Linked DNA regions of Pan troglodytes: region 2 is linked to region 1. The links are chromatin contacts, called in public HiChIP or PLAC-seq maps. All regions are on one chromosome and are shown on one strand. The core of a region is the stretch at or near the end of the contact, and the rest is flanking DNA. Distances in the headings are between cores, read along the strand shown. Region 1 holds the start of RPS11 (ribosomal protein S11). Region 2 holds the start of CPT1C (carnitine palmitoyltransferase 1C).

Region 1 (4,863 bases), core at 1,090-3,589:
GTATTTTTTGTAGAGAGAGGGTTTTGCCATGTTGCCCAGGCTGGTCTCAAACTCCTGGGCTCAAGGGATCCTCCTGCCTCAGCCGCCTACAGTGCTGGGATTACTGGCTTGAGCCACGGTGCCTGGCTAGAATCTGAAACTTTTTCAATACCAGCGTGACACCTTTGCTTTCCAATGGTTCAATGTACGCAAACTTTGTTTCACACACAGAATTATAAAACGCACTGCGTAAGACTACTTTCAGGCTATGTGAATAAGGTGTATATGAAACAAATGAGCTTCTTGTTTAGACCTATGCCACATCCCCAAAACATCTATGTATGCGAGAACATTCCAAAATCTGGTTCCAAGCATTTCAGGTAGAGATATTCACCCTGTAGAACGCTTTGATTCTGAAGAACATATGATATACAAATCCTGAGATTCTGGGGCTTCCCAGAGATGCCACCTCAGTCTTTCCCTCCCTCAGTTGGCCTTAAATTGGTCCGACCTGGAATCTGAAGGCTGAGAGAGCGTGGCCTGAGCAACCTGATGGGCCACTGCGCTCACCTGAAGCAGGGGGACAGGTGTACAGACATGTTCTTGTGGCGCTTCTCGAAGCGGTTGTACTTGCGGATGTAGTGCAGATAGTCTCGGCGGATGACAATGGTCCTCTGCATCTTCATCTTGGTCACCACGCCTAGGAGCGGGGGCCGATCACAGGTCAGGTCCCATGGGAAAGAGGGCCACAGGTAACCCAGGGCATGCTGGGACTCAGAAGCAGCTGAGCTGGGATCCCAAAAAGCCCCATTTCCGGCATCAGTTTTACCAAGTGGCTTTCTCAGCAGTGCCCACGTGGGCATCTGAAGACCATCGTGAAAACAGACATCATCTGCCAATTTACCTAGACCTACAAGTTTGCATTCCTAACCACCCCTCTCACCCAGGACCCAGGAGTCTGGGCCCCAAGACCCTTCTTTCAGTATTTCAGGCCCCAGACACCAGTAACTCCCGCACTTACCAGAGAGGATCCGCCCTCGAATGGACACATTACCAGTGAAGGGGCATTTCTTGTCAATGTAGGTGCCCTCAATAGCCTGAAAGGATAGGAAAGATAAAGGAGTGAGCCTTGGGCGGGCGGTTCCTTAAAAGAGCCAGGGGCGTGGCCTCAGGGAAGCAACTACAATTCCCAGCAGCCCCAGAAGCCACTTAGATGCAGGCAGGGCAACTCGTCGTGGGCACACGTGCAGGAACGCCACGGTCCCCTTCTTTCTTCTGAGGTTCCCCCGCACCTCCTTGGGTGTCTTGAAGCCCAGACCGATGTTCTTGTAGTACCGCGGGAGCTTCTCCTTGCCAGTTTCTCCCAGCAGGACCCTCTTCTTGTTTTGAAAGATGGTCGGCTGCTTTTGGTAGGCACGCTCAGTCTACAGATATGAGGAGAAAACTGATGAGCTGCTAAGTTTGAAGCCGGCAGCCAACCAGCCCTAGAGACCTTCCCAGAACCTCCCAGACCCCATGCTCTACATTTACTTGCAAAGCGCCGGCGTCCAAGGCCTGGTGCCCCAGAATCACCCTCTAAGACATGACCACCCTGACCTTACCTGTAATTCATACTCAGATCTAAGCCCGAGGTTATTTCAATTGATATACTCCAGAAGGCCTCTCAGGGCTTGCAAAATTCATCCTCTAAACCAGGATCAACCCTCTCACACCCTGGACACCTTTCAGCGAGGATCATTCTCCAAGACCCAAGATCGCCCACCCAGCATTCACTCCTTATGTAGTACATAAGGATTCAGAATTAAATAACAGACGGCAGGCTCCCTGGATTAGCCCTTAGGAGTCCGTTTCCACAGAATTACCCCTGAAGACCGGAGAACTCCAAAAAAACCTTCTTAAACTTGGTTTTTAAGAAGGTAAGTCCTAAAACGCTGGAGCCTCCATTAACGCCAGGAGCCCCCAGGAATTAGGAAGCACTCATCTAGAAACAAAAGCAAGCGCCCTCCACTCCAGTTAATCTCTAGAAAATAATCACGGACGCCCGGAATTAACCCCCGAACTTGGCCGCCGGGCTCTGCCCTCCCGGACGCGCCCCTGAAGGCCAAGGCGGACCCCGTAGCCTGGCATCCAACCCCGAGCCCGCACCTGAATGTCCGCCATCTTCCCGGCCGCCTGAAAAAAAGAAAGCTGCAGCAGCGTCCGGGTTTCCTTATCGATTACGCAGGGGCTGGAGAGGAAGTGACGTAAGGAGAAACGCAGCACGGCCTTGGGCGGGGCCTCGAGAGCGGCTCTGATTGACAGGCTGCACTTAAACCAGCGGGCGATTCGGGCACCGTGAAGGACTGACGGGCGGGAAGTGGTAGACGGTGTCTCGCGAGAGTCTTAGGCCCCACAACGCCGGGCGCGATTATTTAGGCAGGGAAGATGTGACCAGCCTTCAGCCCGCCCGTATTATCGCGAGAGTCGTACGGAGTCCATCCTGTTTCGGCGTGGCGTAGGCTCCCGTGGGATTTGGATACCGCGTGGCTTTGTTCGTTCAGCCTTCAAACCGGATGAGGCGGCTGCCATCTTTTTGAAGGGCGGGCGGCCGGGGAGTGCTAGGAGCATGTGTGGCGGCGTCGCCATCTTTGTTAGGGGTAGGAGCTGCCCACGAACTTCAGAGGTGCAGTGAAAGTTACTCTCGGCCTAGCGCGGTGGCTCACGCCTGTAATCCCAACACTTTGGGAGGCTAAGGCAGGCGGATCACCTGAGGTCAGGGGTTCAGCACCAGCCTGGCCAACATGGTGAAACCCCGTCTCTACTAAAAATAGAAAAATTAGCCGGGCGTGGTGGCGGGCCCCTGTAATCCCAGCTACTTGGAAGGCTGAGGCAGGAGAATCGCTTGAACCTGGGAGGCGAAGGTTGCAGTGAGCTGAGATCGCGCCATGGCACTCCAGCCTGGCCGACAGACAGCCTGGGCGACAGAGCAAGACTCCGTATCAAACAAAACAAACAAACAAACAAAAAACGGGCTCGGTGGCTCACGCCTGTAATCCCAGCACTTTGGGAGGCCGAGGTGGGCGGATCACCTGAGGACAGGAGTTCGAGACCAGCCTGACCAACATGGAGAAACCCCGTCTCTACTAAAAATACAAAATTAGTCGGGCATGGTGGCGCATGCCTGTAATCCCAGCTACTCAGGAGGCTGAGGCAGGAGAATCTCTTGAACCTGGGAGGCGGAGGTTGCAGTGAGCCGAGATCGCGCCATTGCACTCCAGGCTGGGCAACAACAGCAAAACCGTCTCAAAAAAAAAAAAAAAAAAAGAAAGAAAGAAAGAAAGTTACTCTCGCCGAGTGCAGTGCGCCTCGCCTGTAATCCTAACACTTTGGGAGGTCGAGGGAGGAGGATCGCTTGAGCTGGGGAGGTCGTGGCTGCAGTGAGCTATCATTGCGCCACTGCACTCCAGCCTGGGCGACGGAGCGAGACCGTCTCAAAAAAAAAAAAAAAAAAAAGAAAAAAAGAAAAAGAAAGCTACTCTCTCCTCATTTCATCCGCAGACGATGATTTAATTGGTGCCAGGGGTTGGCGTGGAGCGATCCTTCTGCCGTTTTTCTGTAGATAACAGGATCGTCTAGTAGAACTTTATGTGATGGAAATTTTCTATATCTGCGCTGGTGGACACGGTAGTCACTGGCACTCGAAATGTGGCTTTTATGACTGAGGACATAAATGTTTAACTTTGTGTTATATCTAAATAGCCACATGTGGCTAAAGGCTACTGTGTTGAACAGCACAAGTCTATAGCTGAATATTACGGTTTTTTGTTTTTTTTTTTTTTTTTGGAGACGGAGTCTCGCTCTGTCACCCAGGCTGGAGGGCAGTGGTGCGATCTCGGCTCACTACAAGCTCCGCCTCCCGGGTTCACGCCATTCTTCTGCCTCAGCCTCTCCGAGTAGCTGGGACTACAGGCGCCTGCCACCACGCCCGGCTAATTTTTTGTATTTTTAGTAGAGACGGGGTTTCACCCTGGTCTCGATCTCCTGACCTCGTGATCCGCCCACCTCGGCCTCCCAAAGTGCTGGGATTACAAGCGTGAGCCACCACGCCCGGCCGGTATTTTATTTATTTTTAGAGACTCCCTAGGGTGTCTCTCTGTCGCCCAGGCTAGAGTACAGTGGCTCAATCATAGCTCACTGCAGCCTCGACCTCCCCAGCCTCAGGTAGTCCTCCCACCTCAGCCTTGCAAGTAGCTGGGACTACAGGCATGTGTCACCATGCCCAGCTAATTTATTTTATTTTTAGTAGGGACAAGGTCTCGCTATATTACCCAGACTGGTCTCGAACTCCTGGGCTCAAGTGATTCTCCAGCCTCGGCCTCCCAAAGTTCTGGGAACAGGTGAGACTGCCCCCAGCCTCACTCTATTCATATTTAAGTGCTCAGGAGCCACAAGTGGGGTTAGTGGCTTGTGTAGTGTGTATCAGTTAGTGCAGCTATAGAACATCTTAATAAAGAAAAAAAAAATTGGCCGGGCGCGATGGCTCACGCCTGTAATCCCAGCACTTTGGGAGGTGGAGGCGGGTGGATCACGAGGTCAGGAGAGCGAGACCGTCCTGGCTAACACGGTGAAACCCCATCTCTAAAAATACAAAAAATTAGCCAGGCACGGTGGCGGGCACCTGTAGTCCCAGCTACTCGGGAGGCTGAGGCAGGAGAATGGCGTGAACTGGGGGGCGGAGCTTGCAGTGAGCCGAGATCGCGCCACTGCACTCCAGCCTGGGCGACAGAGCCAGACTCTGTCTCAAAAAAAAAAAAAAAAAAAAAAAAAAAAAAAAATTCTTGTTAACTCAGAGTCTCCCTATGTTGCCCTGTCTGGACTCCAACTCCTGGACTCAAGCCAGTCCTC
Region 2 (4,863 bases), core at 710-3,209, 190 kb before region 1:
CTGTCTCATAAATAAATAAATAAATAAATAAGCCAGGCATGGTGGCGTGCGCCAATAATCCCGGCTACCTGGGAGGCTGAGGCAGGGAATTGCTTGAACCCAGGAGGCGGAGGTTGCAGTGAGCTGAGATCCCGCCACTGCACTCCAGCCTGGGCGACAGAGTGAGACTGTGTCTCAGAAACAACAACTACAAAAGAAGCTGGAGATGAAAGGGAGAAATGATAATTTCACCATAAGGGAAGGATATGGAGTTCTAGAAACTGGAAGTGGGTAGTTTTTGGGGGGCCCAGTTCCCCTCTTGGGTGAAAGAAGTGAGCAGAGGTTCTCAGCAGGTGGGGCTGTGGATCCCAGAAGTGAGCCACGGAGAAATTGCTAAAGGGGTCCTGGGAGCAGACATCGAAATTCTCGGAAAAAGGGGTGATAGTCTCCCAGAAATGAACCAGCTGAAATGCCGGAAGTGCGCCTCAGACATCCCGGAAGCAGAAACCTGGATCCCTGGAAGGAAACCGACCAGCACCGCTCCTCACCCAGAAACGTGAGAGATGCCTTTTCCAGGAGCGCAGGCCAGAGAGGTAGATCTCCTGCAGCACAGGGGCACTGAGTTCCACTTCAGCCCCGTCCGAGGTCAGCGAGGGTCGGAAGCCCACGGCCTGGTGCGCTTCAGCCATGTCACGCTGGAGCCCTGAGTCGGGCAGAGTCATACTTCAGGACCCCAGCCCCTCCGCCCTCAGACTCAGGAGTCCAGGCCCCCAGCCCCTCCTCCTCCTTCATACCCAGGAGTCCAGGCCCCAGTCCCTCCTCTCTCAGATCCAGGAGTCCAGGCCCCCAGCCCCTCCTCCCTCAGACCCAGAAGCCCAGGCCCCAGCCCCTCCTCCCTCAGACTCAGAAGCCCAGGCCCCAGCCCCTCCTCCCTCAGACCCGGGATCTCACGCTTTCAGCTGCCTTTTTGCGCCGACCCAGGACTATATAACCTAGCTCATCCTTCTCTGAGCACCTGAAGGGTCCTGAGGGTCCTGGTTTGTAGACCCGGAGGTTTTGAGGGAAGGACGTCAATTCGGGACCTCTGGGAACGCATAGAGAGGCCAGAGGGATAGCTCGCGTTAACCCCTTTACCTGCTCTCCCAAGAACATGGTGCGGGGGCAGTGCCCTCCCCCCAGTACAGGATTCTCAAGATTCGGGGGTGGGTGGAGGAGGGAAACTCGTCCAGGCTGAGTTGCGGGGTCTTGAGAAAAACATTAGTTTTAGACCCATATGAAACAAACACCTGTTAGACATTGACGCTGTCCACCCCATTTCCGCTTCTCATGCCAAGGCGAGGGGGATGGTGTCTATAAATTCATCCGCTCAGCGTCCCCTCCCCCCGCCCGTGCTGGAGGGAATGGGGAAGGAAGCACCCACTGCGCATGCCTCGCAGCCTGGGATGCTGAGGCTGTGAGCGGAGGCGAGCGTCGAGGACAAGTGATGGAGAGGCTTGCACGCCCAACCCTAGACACAGGACTCCAGGCCCCGCCGGAGCCCGAGCCCCTGGGGTCCAGTACTTACCACGTTGAATCAGGGGTCCGCTGATCGGATCCTGGGGTCCAAACCCGAGTCCACCCCCGCCCCCCGATTTTGAGCGCCGGCCCCAAATCTCCCGCTTGCATATGTCCAATCCCAGTGCAAGGAGTCCACCACCGGGTCGACGGGCCTTTGGAGTCCTGCCCACCCCGAGATCACCGTCACCCAGAAACCCCGATTCCTGTCTCTCGTGTCCCTAGCCGGGTATTCAGGTCCCGGGTTTTATCCCCGCCTCCTTCCAATCCCCGCGTTCTATCCCCGCCCCCTTCGAGCCACGGCGTCCAATCCCCTACATCCGTTCGATCCCCAGTCCTCCGTCTCCTTTTACCCGGCCAGATTCTCCACCATTTGGCCGCTCGCATTCTACGCAGCTGTTCGGAACCCGGGTTCCTGGGCTCCTCACTCAGCTCATTGTCTCTTAGTCTCCTGTCTCTTCGAGGAACAAGGCCCAGCTGGGAGGTCGCAGCCCACCCCAGGTGCATTATAACGTCAGGCGCGTAGGGTGCCGGAGCAAATCTCAGCCCTTTCACGCCAGGGAGGGAGGAGGGATGTTTGGGGGTCAGGACGGCCCGCCAAAACCACCCACGGAAGGTGCATGGATTGAGTTGGCAAGAAAGGCGCCACAGCGGGTTGGATTCAAGGTAGACAGTGGGACTTCCGTGGGGGAGAAGCAGCATGGCTAATAGAGAAGGGTATATTAGAGACCCAGCCCCGACTGAGAGGTCGAAATAGGTACAGAGAAGCAGAGACTGAAACACGGAACTCTTGTTTATTCGGCTCTGGGCGTCAGTGTTCTTCGCCCAGCCTGGTCCCGTGTGCTTCTAGGTCCAACCTAGTCGCAGCCCAGGGAGGGACTGGGGAAGACGGTTTCAGGGGCTGGAGTTAGGGGAGAAGAAATGTGGAGTAGAAGCTCCAATATACAGATAGGCAAACTGAAGCCGAGGAGGGGACGAGCCGTGCCCGAGGTCACCCAGCGAGCTGGGCACTGCGCTAGCCCCCTCGCTGCAGGCCGGAATCCTGGGAACCCAGCCGGGCTTCCGCCTCGCGCCGCCGGCGGCGCCCATAGCTGTAGGGGTCCTGGGGCTCGTGGCTGGCCTTCCCCGAGGGCTCCTTGGTGGAGACAGCGAATCCAGTATATGATCTCCGCCAGGCGGTGGGTCCGGCATACGCCCAGGTAGCAGACGTGCCCGCGGTGCTGGGGGACCTGGTGCTGGCCTCGCCTGGAGAGGGAGCGTGGGAGAAAACCGGGTTCAAACCGAATTGAGAGATGGAGCGTGATGGAGGTGGGCACCCAAGCACTCCAAGACCAGCGGGGAGGCTTACAGATCACCTGCCCGTTCCGCGGCCGGGAGAGGGCGCTCGCCCTTTACGGTCTCCCTCCCGCCCTGTCCCTGCTGCCACCCGGGTTTCTCACCTGGCTGCAGTGTCCAGGTCCCCTTGGGCGGAGAAGGCGAGGAGCAACAGCAGGATGAGGATGTGGATAGTCACCGTGGGCAGGGCGGGTCAGGATCCGTGGCCCGTAGTTGCAGCCACCCCGCCCCGTTCCCGCACCGGGCTGATCGCCTCTGGGTGCAGCTCTGGAGCCAGGTACCAGGGCCAGTCCCCACTTCCCAGGCGAGGCCAAAAGTCTGTGGGAAGAGGCCGCACCACACCAGAGGGGCAGGATTCAAACCCGGGTCCCCGCTTCCCGCACCGCGGCTCCAGAGCCCTCACTGGGTGTGTAGGGTCACACCAGCTGCTGTCTATCCCCCTGGGAGGTCTGTGGAGACTCGCCCCCTTCAAAGCGTGGGGAAATGGGGCGGGGCCAATGACACCCGCAGGTAGCTAAGCAGCGGGATTCCAAGAAAAGGGGTGGCGGCGGGGAAGCGCTGGCTCTGGTTGTAGATGCGACCTCACCCTCACCCTGTCGGGAAGCCGGTTAGTAGACAGTTGAGACCCTGGAACCTCGGGGGCCAGGCAATGCAGGGCGAGTGCACATGCGGCCCCCTGGAGGGCGTGGAGCGAGGGAGACCCCGAACACACTGAGGAGCGCCCCTCCGGAAGAGAAAAGGCCGAGGTGTCAGGCACCCGCTGGTGAGGGTTCCAGTTGCACTGAAGCAGGTGTAGCCAGGGCTGTTCAACGAGGAGGGTGTCCTGGGTCAACCAGGTCGAGTGCACAGTATTGTGGGGGACCCAGGACCCCGTGGCCAGGCCCTGAGGGTGGAAGGGTGGGTGCAGACGCCATGTCTGCAGCAGAGGCAGAGGGACCTCGTCTTTGCCTCTGTAAGATGGGTAGGCCCTGCCACCTTACAGCTGCGACTCCCACTGACCTCCATGGAGGGCAAGTCCCCAGCCCTAAGCCCCAAGCCATTCTAGGGGAGGAAGCAGGGCCACTCCCCCATGAGAAATTCTATCCTCGCAAACATACACCCCCAACCCACTCAGTGTCCCCAGCTGCAGAGGGCTGGGCACAGTTGGGCCTTGAAGGGACCCGAACAGGAAAAAACAGCCAGAGAGGAACAATGTCGAGTGTTGGGGGGAGGTGGGGAGACTGTTCTGGGAAACTTGAGGGCTGGCTGTGCTGGAAAGCCACCCCCATCCCCTACTAGGCAGGACACAGGGGTACCGCAGAGGGGAGGGGCGCAGACCCAGGAGAGGGATAAAAAGAGTTGGACAAAGACCCTGAGAGACAGCTGTGGAGGACAGGGACCCTGAGAAGGAACCAAGGAAGGGGAGCAAGAGGCCTAGAGACGGGGGACAGGAGACGCAGATCCACAGAATGGCAGCCACCAGCAGGTGCCAAGGCCGGTCCCCCCACTGCTGAGGCTGGCACTGCAGTACCTGTGAAAGGAACCCCAAACCTCCTTTGCCCCCAGGAAACAAAGCCAGACCCCAGCTGAGGATTTATTGGCGTAAATGCAACCATATAAAAACATAAGTTATGAAAAACACAGTCACGATGTGCCCTCCCCATCCCCCCAGCCCAGGCCCCTAAAACCCCCTTCTGCGGGAGGGAGGGAGAGGAAGGGGGAGCCCCGAAACCGCCTAGGAACGCTCAGCCCCTGGGCCCGTGCAGGGCAGGAGAGCCGGGCCTCAGCGCATCCGGTAGTCGGTGGAGCAGGACAGCTCGCACAGCTGGCCCTTGAAGTCCAGGTCGATGGTGAAGTCCAGGTCCCGCTGCAGGGAGAGGTGGGGCATGAGGGCGGAACCCACCAGGAGGTGGTGGCAGGGGGGTGCAGGCAGGCTATGCGTCGATGCACCGGGCTCCGGCTTCCTGCCCATCTCCACACTGCAGACCCCAACTGCTGGTCCCACTCTAGCAGCTG

The links. HiChIP or PLAC-seq counts read pairs in DNA pulled down with a chosen protein or histone mark.
Region 2: a contact with region 1 is called in an H3K4me3 HiChIP or PLAC-seq map of stem cell-derived excitatory neurons, with 2.5 times the contacts expected there. The contact joins the promoter of CPT1C here to the promoter of RPS11 in region 1. A contact is called at or near these places in 1 of 7 Hi-C or Micro-C datasets (stem cell-derived neural progenitor cells) and 1 of 1 datasets of contacts at active chromatin or transcription factors (stem cell-derived excitatory neurons).

What each region holds. Positions count from the first base shown.
Region 1 is chr20:52,446,716-52,451,578 of NHGRI_mPanTro3-v2.0_pri, reverse strand. RPS11 (ribosomal protein S11) reads right to left here and starts at 2,339. Exons shown (of 5, transcript XM_001173045.7): 1 at 2,125-2,339; 2 at 1,272-1,403; 3 at 1,001-1,076; 4 at 550-679. The coding sequence starts at 2,139. LOC112206491 (small nucleolar RNA SNORD35) reads right to left here and starts at 876; the gene lies at 790-876.
Region 2 is chr20:52,639,922-52,644,784 of NHGRI_mPanTro3-v2.0_pri, reverse strand. It overlaps CPT1C (carnitine palmitoyltransferase 1C), which reads right to left and starts at 1,959. Exons shown (of 20, transcript XM_016936580.4): 1 at 1,887-1,959; 2 at 995-1,063; 3 at 528-682. The coding sequence starts at 668. It overlaps ADM5 (adrenomedullin 5 (putative)), which reads right to left and starts at 3,873. Exons shown (of 6, transcript XM_063800412.1): 1 at 3,868-3,873; 2 at 3,626-3,751; 3 at 3,461-3,544; 4 at 3,150-3,186; 5 at 2,973-3,063; 6 at 2,309-2,778. The coding sequence starts at 3,873. The coding sequence ends at 2,391. It overlaps PRMT1 (protein arginine methyltransferase 1), which reads right to left. Exons shown (of 12, transcript XM_063802089.1): 12 at 4,429-4,714. The coding sequence ends at 4,631.